Regions from separate parts of the Mus musculus genome. Here region 1 is linked to region 2. A link is a contact called in public HiChIP or PLAC-seq data. All regions are on one chromosome and are shown on one strand. The core of a region is the stretch at or near the end of the contact, and the rest is flanking DNA. Distances in the headings are between cores, read along the strand shown. Region 1 holds the start of Agpat5 (1-acylglycerol-3-phosphate O-acyltransferase 5 (lysophosphatidic acid acyltransferase, epsilon)). Region 2 overlaps Mcph1 (microcephaly, primary autosomal recessive 1).

Region 1 (4,205 bases), core at 1,531-4,030, 150 kb after region 2:
CTTCTTCCAGGTCCTCCAGACTTGAGACAATAGCTTGGCAGATTAAAACAAAGGTCTTGTTGACTTTTGTCTCCCCACCAGCGGGCCCCCTGCTGATGGACTGGTTCAACCAGTTCAAAGCTTGATGAAGACTTGTCAGACAACAGTCTGAGCCAATCTCCTGTCCTATATTTCTTCAAACTGACCAACCCTAATTAATTAATTAATTAGGGGAGGAAGACTCTTCAGAGGCTTAGAACATTCAGCCTTTGAAAAGACACTGGATGTTTTTGGCCGAGTCTCTGCTCTGCAGTGTATTTCTTTCTTTTTCTTTCTGTACATCTGCTGTCTCCCATGTGTTTCCTCAATCCCTAATAAACACCTTTCTTCAACTGCTGATTCTGTCTGTGAGGTGTTTGAGATTTCTCTGGTGCCTTAAGGGGGAAAAAAAACTGATCAAGATCTCTAGATTTTATCATCTTCAAGCCTCACCTTGGTTTTTGTTCCTGAAGACTATCACACTGTCATCCTCGGCAGCCAGAGGAGTTCCCCTGGATTTTAGGGACTTCAGCTCGGGCTAAACCAGGATTAGTGGATTTGATGTTGAAAAGAATTTATAGTGAAACATAGCTGGGAATTTTATTACAGGTATTTTAATGTAAGCTTAAGCATAAAGGGTTTTTGTTTTTTTTTTTTTTTTTTTGGTTAAAAAAAACACACAGGCTCACATTGTTAGTATTATCCAGATAAGCTATAGTGGTTCTCAGATTGTGCATCTAAGAGTCACCAGAACACCTTCCTATTTGTCTAGTTTTACAGCTATCTGTGTGTATGGGTGCATGCCATGGACACCTGTAGAGGTCACAGGACAATCTCCAATTCACTTTCTCCTTCCACCACATGGGCTCTGTAATCACTAAGGTTTGTCAATCCTGAGTACAGATGTTCAGAACCATCTTACTGTCTCCTCTCTTCTGATAAAACATGAGGTGGCCCCAGAGACGTTTTAGACAGGGTTATAATCTGATAAGGGAAAAGCCACATGTCCTTTCCTTACAAATGTAATTTCTACAGACATTCCTAGAAAATTGAAACTTTATGGTTGGGAAAGGAGAGGGGGCCCTCAGGTACCTTGTTTTTCTGTTGACAAAAGTTGACTCTTAACATTGTCAAGTAAATGCTCCCACAAATGGATCATCTGACTATTTGCAGAATGTCATAGGCCAACAGAGAGAGAACCCCTGAATTTCCAGAGACCTTCAGGTTGGCTCAGTCCCTTCTTTTTTGATGTGTACCTCAATTCCTGTCTTCCTGAACTCTTGTTTGCCAATCTGAATCTACAGTCTATCTGTCAAACAATTCCTTTGTCTGGACTGGTCTGCTGAACTGACAGTGAATTGTCTTGACAGTTCCTTTGCCTGCCCTTTTACCTCTGCATCTTCATTAAACTGGACAGTTTGTCATATCTGTGACCCACCAACAGCTGCTTTTCCCCTAAAGCTGGGTTTGTGGTTCATGTTATCGTGACAGACACTCTTATAGCCCTGTCAGTTCTCCAGCACTGGCTTCCCAAGGCTTTTAAAACTCCTTTCTTCTTTCTAACTCTTTGTAGTCACTGTAACCTATATATGCATATGTAAACAGAGATATACTTACAGAGTGATGTATGTGTGATCTGAGAGTTAATATTAGTAATTAAGACTGCAATAAAAGAACCTGTGTTTCCCTTAGCAAGGGCTACAGAGTAAAGTGGGCCTCTCTGGTGCCAGCGAAGCCACTGTACTTAGTGAAATTTATTGTCATTCAATACATTCTGATATCGTGTAAACTCCTAAGCACGTCCATCTGACATAGTGTGCTAATGACAGGAGTCACCTGTATGCCTTATGAAGCGCATCTCAGAGGTGATGGGAAAGAAACATGGGGCAAAAGATGAAGGGAAATCCAAGGCAAGGAAGCAGAGACACAGGCGTCAGTGGTGTGGAAAGGGAGAAAACTAGGGGCAGAATAAGTGACCTTAGGGTCACTTAGAGAAACCAACACACACACACACACCCACATATTTAAAACGTACTTTATACAGATCTGAGCGTGCGCACTGACCTGTTTCCTTCTATACCTTCTTGTATAGAATTATCTGGTCTCCACTAGTTAGGGCAGTGAAAGGACCTGGGCCCCTGGATAAGTTTTTGCTGTTACTTAACTATTCTAGTTTTCTGGAGGGAAGAGAACTTATGGATCCTACATGTATAGGGAAATACTTTCCTACACATTGAAAAGAAGAAATGTAGGATATTAGGAAAACGCACAGTAGAAACAAGTTAAAGAGCAAGAGGTTATTAAAGGGCAAAAGTTAAGGCTTTGAAAGATTTAATACAAGGAGGTGACAGTCCCGTGAAAGGTGAACCAAGGGTACAGGAGACGGACCCAGCCTCATTCTGCAACAGCCAAGAGGAGGGAAGGTGTGCTTCCTATGCACGTGGGGGCACGGGTGGCCCTCCGGCACGCGAAGACGCTGCAGTTGTCCATAACCTGCGGCATCGAGCTCCTCCTGTGCTCCACGACTTAGTCGGCTCACGCGTGTCTTGCAGGAAGCATCCTCGTGTCTCCACGCAGCTCTCGCACGCCAGCACAGGCCAAAACCCACCACCTCACTTCTTCCCGGGCTCATCCCCAGCCAGCATTCGCAGTCGAGCATGCGTCGTGACGAGGCCAAGGGACCGAGCCAATCAGAACACGTATTACGCCCATAAGTCGGCCAATCAGGAGGCGCCTTATTACCCGGGAGCCTTGCTTCACCCCGCCTCCCCGCTGACAAGCACGGGTCGCGCGGAGCAAAGCGAGCACCCCGAGGCGAGTGCGCCCGGCAAGCCGAGGCGTGCCCTTTCCAAGGCGGCGAGCAGAGGCCGTCACTGTCCCCGCCGGGTCCCGGGCCCCCGCGGCCCATGCTGGGGGCGGAGCCAGGGCGGAGGGCGGCGGCGCGGCCGGCCCCGCGCAGTGATTGGCGGGCGGCCGGCGGTGGCTGAGGTCCTGGTGGCCGCGCGGGCAACGCAGGCGGAGTCGCGGCTGGCGAGCCGAGAGGATGCTGCTGTCCCTGGTGCTCCACACGTACTCTATGCGCTACCTGCTCCCCAGCGTCCTGTTGCTGGGCTCGGCGCCCACCTACCTGCTGGCCTGGACGCTGTGGCGGGTGCTCTCCGCGCTGATGCCCGCCCGCCTGTACCAGCGCGTGGACGACCGGCTTTACTGCGTCTACCAGAACATGGTGCTCTTCTTCTTCGAGAACTACACCGGGGTCCAGGTGAGGCGCGGCCGCGCAGGGCTGCGTGCGAGCCCTCCCCGCGGCCGGGGCGGCGCTTGCAACCCGGGCGAACACTCGCAGCCCGGCGAGCACGTGCCGCAGCTCACGGCCTCCCGCCGCGGGGGGAAGTTTCTGGTTCTCACTTCGGGGTTCCTTCTGGAACGTCCTGCTGAGGCTGAGTGTGTTCCCGGGTCCGCCCCACCCCCGCCCCGGGCCGGCTGTTACTGCCCATCTCAGTGCCTGCCAAAGTAGGGCACTGAGTCCGAGGTGGTGATGCTGGGACTGGCTTCATTTGCACTTCCGAGGTCTTTTAGATTAGCAAGACCTCTAGGCGCTGACCAAAGTGACAGCTGTGAAGGACGACTCCTGCCTTGGGTTCCTCCCGGGTGAAAGCGAGGGCCTAGGGAGGAAATGAATACATTGGTTACAATAGGAGCCTCACTGTCGATACAGTTCTCTTCAGCTTGGACTGGGCTTCAATGTGGGCTGATCTCTTGTCAGATTGCTTTCTTCCTGCTACTGTTTCTTTCTTTCTTTCCACCCCTCCCTCCCCCCCCCCCGCCCCGTGGAGATTGAACTCTGAAAACAATAAAGAGTAGAAAGCTCTCCTAATGTGAATTCGTTATATGACATCCCATAAAAACCTACAGTTGTACTTCCTTTTTGGTTTTCAGTTTCAAAGAAGAGCTCTGTTTGGGTTCTCCCAGATGTATCTATGACTTTCCCCCCCATTTCTCAGTTCTTTTCATTCTGTGTTAGGGGGGTACTTTGGCGACTGGATCCCTTACTGAGTTTTGCGCCAGTTGGAGATTATGTCTGAGGTAGGGAATTAAGACCTCTCTGAATCACTATCTTTTTAAATGTTTTCCTAGGGAATAGGAAAATCACTGTTGCACATCAAGGTTTCTGAAAAATTGACTTTTAG
Region 2 (4,261 bases), core at 905-3,404:
AAATCTGCTGGCCGGATCATCATGGTTGTGGCCTTGAGCGAGTAGCCGGACCCCTTCCAGTAGTACCACTTGATACCGTTAAACTTATTTGTATTCTGTTTTTGTGGGTAGTACTGTCCATTCAAGTTGGAAGGACCACATGCGTCAAACCACCAGCCTGTGAAAGCGAAACACAGAAGCAATTAGGACTGGGTAGCTGCAGCTTGTCTGCAGGACTTAGCTGGGCACACACACACACACACCCCATGGTGTGGAAAGAGCCACATTGATTTGTTACTCCATAAACACAGACTGCACACCAGTGCAATCCCAGTACTGTGGTAGCATGAGTTCTTACACATGCCCTAGCTGCTTTGTGCAGAACCCTTGCTACATGAAGAAATGTCGGTCAGTGCTGTGTGAAAAGCTATCATCCACAGTGCATTGTGGGGTGAAGACATGGTGAGACTGCTGGCAGATGTGGGTAGAAGGTGGGCCAAGTGGTTCCCATCCCCCTCCATCATGTATATTTGTTTGGAACAGAAGCCAAGTGTGTCTAGCTCTCTGGGGAGCTAGGGAAAAAGGAACCTTAACACTACAAAGTGTGGTACTGAGGGAGAGTCAGGCAGCAGTAAGGATCTTTCCCGTTGTAGCTCCGGAGTCTACCCACAAATAGGAGCATGGCAGGCAGTGGGATTCACCATATGAAGGAGAAACCTAGACAATGTACTAATCTGAATTTATCTTTAAGCCTCAAGTGGGAGAGACACTGGTTGTATAGTATTTGTTTCTTTTTAAATCCAGAAAACAACAACGAGTAGACAGTAAAGAATGTGGGTGAAACACCAATTCTGAGGCCACCTGGGCACTACCACTTGGAGACACCCCTAGCTGTTGATTCTGAGAAATGGGAATGTATAAAAAGAGCCTGTGTTGTGTAAAACCCTAGGGCTGGAGAGAAATGTCAGTTACAGATCTGCCTTAGCCTTTGGGCACCATTGGAGTCATTGCTCCTGTGCACTTTTTCACGGGCCACCTTCCCTATGGGCCAGCCCATGGCTTGGAACTTGGCCTCTTACAAGCCAGACCTCCCCACTTTCCCTCCCCTGGCTGCTTGCCTCCTCCCAAGTCTCTCCCAGCTCCATTCTCAGCCCTTAAATCTTGAGCTGGGTAAATAAATGAATTGTGTCCTTGGTTGGGAAGCAGCTCTCCTGCTCTCTGGAATAGCAGCACACGGGTGGTCTGAGAACAGTCAGCCTCTCCAGAGAGGTCTAAGTGTGGGAACGAACAGCAAGCCGGCTCGGGATCAGGGGTGCTGTGGCCCCAGAACCTACCCCTACCCCGGCTGTTATGTGGCTTTAAAGACAGCTGTTACAGTGAGATGAGAGTCCAGCCCCCTTTACAGCAGTTCACTGGGGTTCTCTCCTTTGAATAATTACAGCTAATAGAGAAAACTCATGCCACCAAGTGGCCAATCTGCTACCCCAAGAATCCAGGATCTGCCAGAGAGTGGGACCTAATTCTTTCATGAAATCTCAATTTCTAAATTTCATTTCATGAATATATCCTCTTGTTACTGTTGCTGCACGAATTCTTTACTGAAGAGCAGGCATTGTTCAAGCTTAGATCTTTTACTTGTCTTAGAAGCTTTTATTCATATAATTTAATTAATTTTATTTATTTCTGGTGTGGAGATCAGAGAATTGCAAGGAGCAGTTCTCACATTTGGCCATGAGGAACCCAGGGATCAAACTCAGATGTCTGGCTTGACGGCAAGCATGTTTACCCACAGAGCCATCTCACAGGTTTGAGATAGAGTCTCATCAAACCTTGAACTCATGGATTCAGCTAGACTGACAGGCAAGCCAGCCCCAGCACTGGAATTGTTGCACACCACATATTCAACCTTTGTACAAGAGTGCTACAGACCTGAACATGCACATGGCAGGCACCTTACCCACTGAGCTGTCTTCCCCAGCCCACTTTCTTGCTATATGTAAGCATCATTGCATGAAAGAGACAGCTGAAAAGCCCTGGGCTGGATATTAAACAGAAACAAAGCAGTATGGAGCCAAACCCTTCTCTTTTCATCTGGTCAGTGAGCCACTTAATGTCCCCTCGCTCACTCCCAAGCATCCTGAGAGTACACTGTCACCCTTGTGACAATTCCAGCTCCATGCTGTGCTTTCATGTCACACTTGAACTAAAAGGAGGCCCAACCAATGAACTGGGAGGCAGATGGCTTGTGTTCTTACGGAAGTAAGGCTGTTCATTGTCAGGCATGCATTCCAGTCGGAGCTTACACTGCCAGTCGTCTATGCTAGGCAGCTGCTTCTTGCCAATTCAAATAGGAAGAGTCGCCTTACCTCCTGAGAGCATCTGGGAACACTTGCAGATGCATTTGTCATTGTCCGAATCCTTTGTGCTAAAATCACTTCCTGGTTGGCTGATGCTACTTATTTTGCCCGCGGTCCCCGTGAGTCCTGTAAGGTGAATCCTGGAACGTGCAAAGGAAAAAATAAAAATTGTAACTGGCTAGGATTGTTGATTGACTGTAGTGGAAAATTTCTCATGGTGAAGAATTCCATTCTACAGAGTGCACTGGGGCCAGTCAGTACACTCCAGTGCCCACTCCGTACAAAATACTTTGTACTGGTATAAACAGGAACCAACTTATCATCAAACCCTCTGACAAAGAGGGAGGGATGTTTTCATGACAACTTCAACACATATTGCCTGCACCAGCATCAGCAGACCTTAATGGGGCCTTGTAATTCATTATCCCTCTGCATTCAGATGAACAGAAGGCATCTGCAGAACAAAGGGGCTTCTCACAGACCCCCTCCCCGCCCCCAACCACCACAGTCCCTGGGGAATGGCTACTAGAGTGACCAGATACCCTGTCTATAGTCTGAAGGGGTAGAAGTTGGGGTGGAGAGGCTAGAAGGCAAGGAGTGGGTGAGGAGTTTGGGGTAGCCCCTATAGCTGCTTTGCCTTGATTCTGGACACTGGTATAATAAACCTGTCTGACCTCAGAAAGGAAGTAAATGTCAGTGCCCAGACCCCTGATCATGGACCACACTGTTAGACTGTTGCCAAAGTGTGGTCCTCAGCAGCCAACTGTGCCAACAAGGAGAATCTGAAGGTCAGGATAAGCATAATCGCTTTAATTACTATTTTATTTTGTTTTGTTTTTAAGGCAGGGTTATATACACTGTAGCTTAAGCTGGCCTGGAACTCACTAAGCAGCCTCGGTTGACCTTGAACTTGTGATAGTCCACCTGCCTCAGCCTCCCAAGTGCTGGGGTTACAGTCATGGATGGCCATGCCCAATCAGAACATATAATTCTCTAAAATGTCACAAACTGCCAGTGGTCAGATGTTTCGAGTCAGACCAGAGCTGGGTCTCACATAATAGGGTGACGTAAGGATGTCCTTTTGGTGTTTTGGCATGCCAGTAACCAGCTCTGGCAAACTATCATGCTGAATCCCCAAGAGCTCATGCAATGTAGATACAGGAGTCTCTGGAAATCCTACATGGTGACTACCAAGTGTCCTTTGAGCCCCCAAGTGTTCTCTTCTTTGTAAAGCTCTCTGTCCTTGCCATCCACCACCTTGGGAAGATTCACTTGTCAGTATCTCATGTGGGAACAGGCAGAGGAGAGGGCGAGACCACTGTCCCAGGCCCTGGCACATGTCTTTACAGTGAGTGCTCACGGCAGCCCTAGGACAGCAGCTGCAGTGTGTGGAGAACTAGTCCTTGTGTGCTTGGGAACCTGAAATAGTTTTCTTTCTGACATTTACCCCCCTTTACACCCCCTCCACCCCACCCCACCACACCCCACCCCACCCCACCCCTCCCCGCCAAGGTTTGTCTTCCTTTTCAGTCTCTTGTCTTCTTTGAAAGGTCAGTTCTCAGGGGACTCACTAAATGTCCTGCAAAGGCAAGTAATGTCAGAGAGAAATCTATTTTTATTAGTCTCTCTTTGAAAGGTTATTCAATCTTAGAGCCTTTTGGAGGCCTACCAGACAAAAGTACATGCTTTCAAATCTGTTATTAAGAACAGCCTTGAGTTGGCCATGTCATTGCTCATACCTACAATCCTAGCATTTGAGGGGTGGAGGCAGGAGGATCAGATGTTTGACGTCATCTTTGGCTACGTAGCAATTTCAAGACTCCCTCGGGCTACACGAGACCCTGTCTTGGGAATCAAGAGAAAGAAGGAGAATGGGGTGGCAGGGTGTGAGCAGGCAGGCAGGCAGACACATGTCTTCCTTGGTG

Evidence for each region. HiChIP or PLAC-seq counts read pairs in DNA pulled down with a chosen protein or histone mark.
Region 1: a contact with region 2 is called in an H3K4me3 HiChIP or PLAC-seq map of embryonic midbrain, with 4 times the contacts expected there. The contact joins the promoter of Agpat5 here to the enhancer-like site in region 2. A contact is called at or near these places in 1 of 39 promoter capture datasets (neural stem cells), 1 of 15 datasets of contacts at CTCF or cohesin (the G1E-ER4 cell line), 2 of 484 Hi-C or Micro-C datasets (both in the G1E-ER4 cell line), 3 of 115 datasets of contacts at active chromatin or transcription factors (astrocytes, bone marrow-derived macrophages and embryonic midbrain) and 3 of 9 other capture datasets (adipose tissue, liver and pancreatic islet).

What each region holds. Positions count from the first base shown.
Region 1 is chr8:18,843,499-18,847,703 of GRCm38.p6, forward strand. Agpat5 (1-acylglycerol-3-phosphate O-acyltransferase 5 (lysophosphatidic acid acyltransferase, epsilon)) reads left to right here and starts at 2,781. Exons shown (of 8, transcript NM_026792.3): 1 at 2,781-3,280. The coding sequence starts at 3,062.
Region 2 is chr8:18,692,052-18,696,312 of GRCm38.p6, forward strand. All of the region lies in intron 12 of Mcph1 (microcephaly, primary autosomal recessive 1), which reads left to right. Angpt2 (angiopoietin 2) reads right to left here. Exons shown (of 9, transcript NM_007426.4): 8 at 2,346-2,476; 9 at 1-157. Among named protein-coding and RNA genes, the nearest start is that of Angpt2, 47 kb to the right of the region's middle. Within about 2 kb of position 2,155, at least 42 of the 459 cell types and tissues checked have an H3K27ac peak or open chromatin away from gene starts, as enhancers often do. A contact at or near this core is called in astrocytes and neural stem cells, where this site is marked.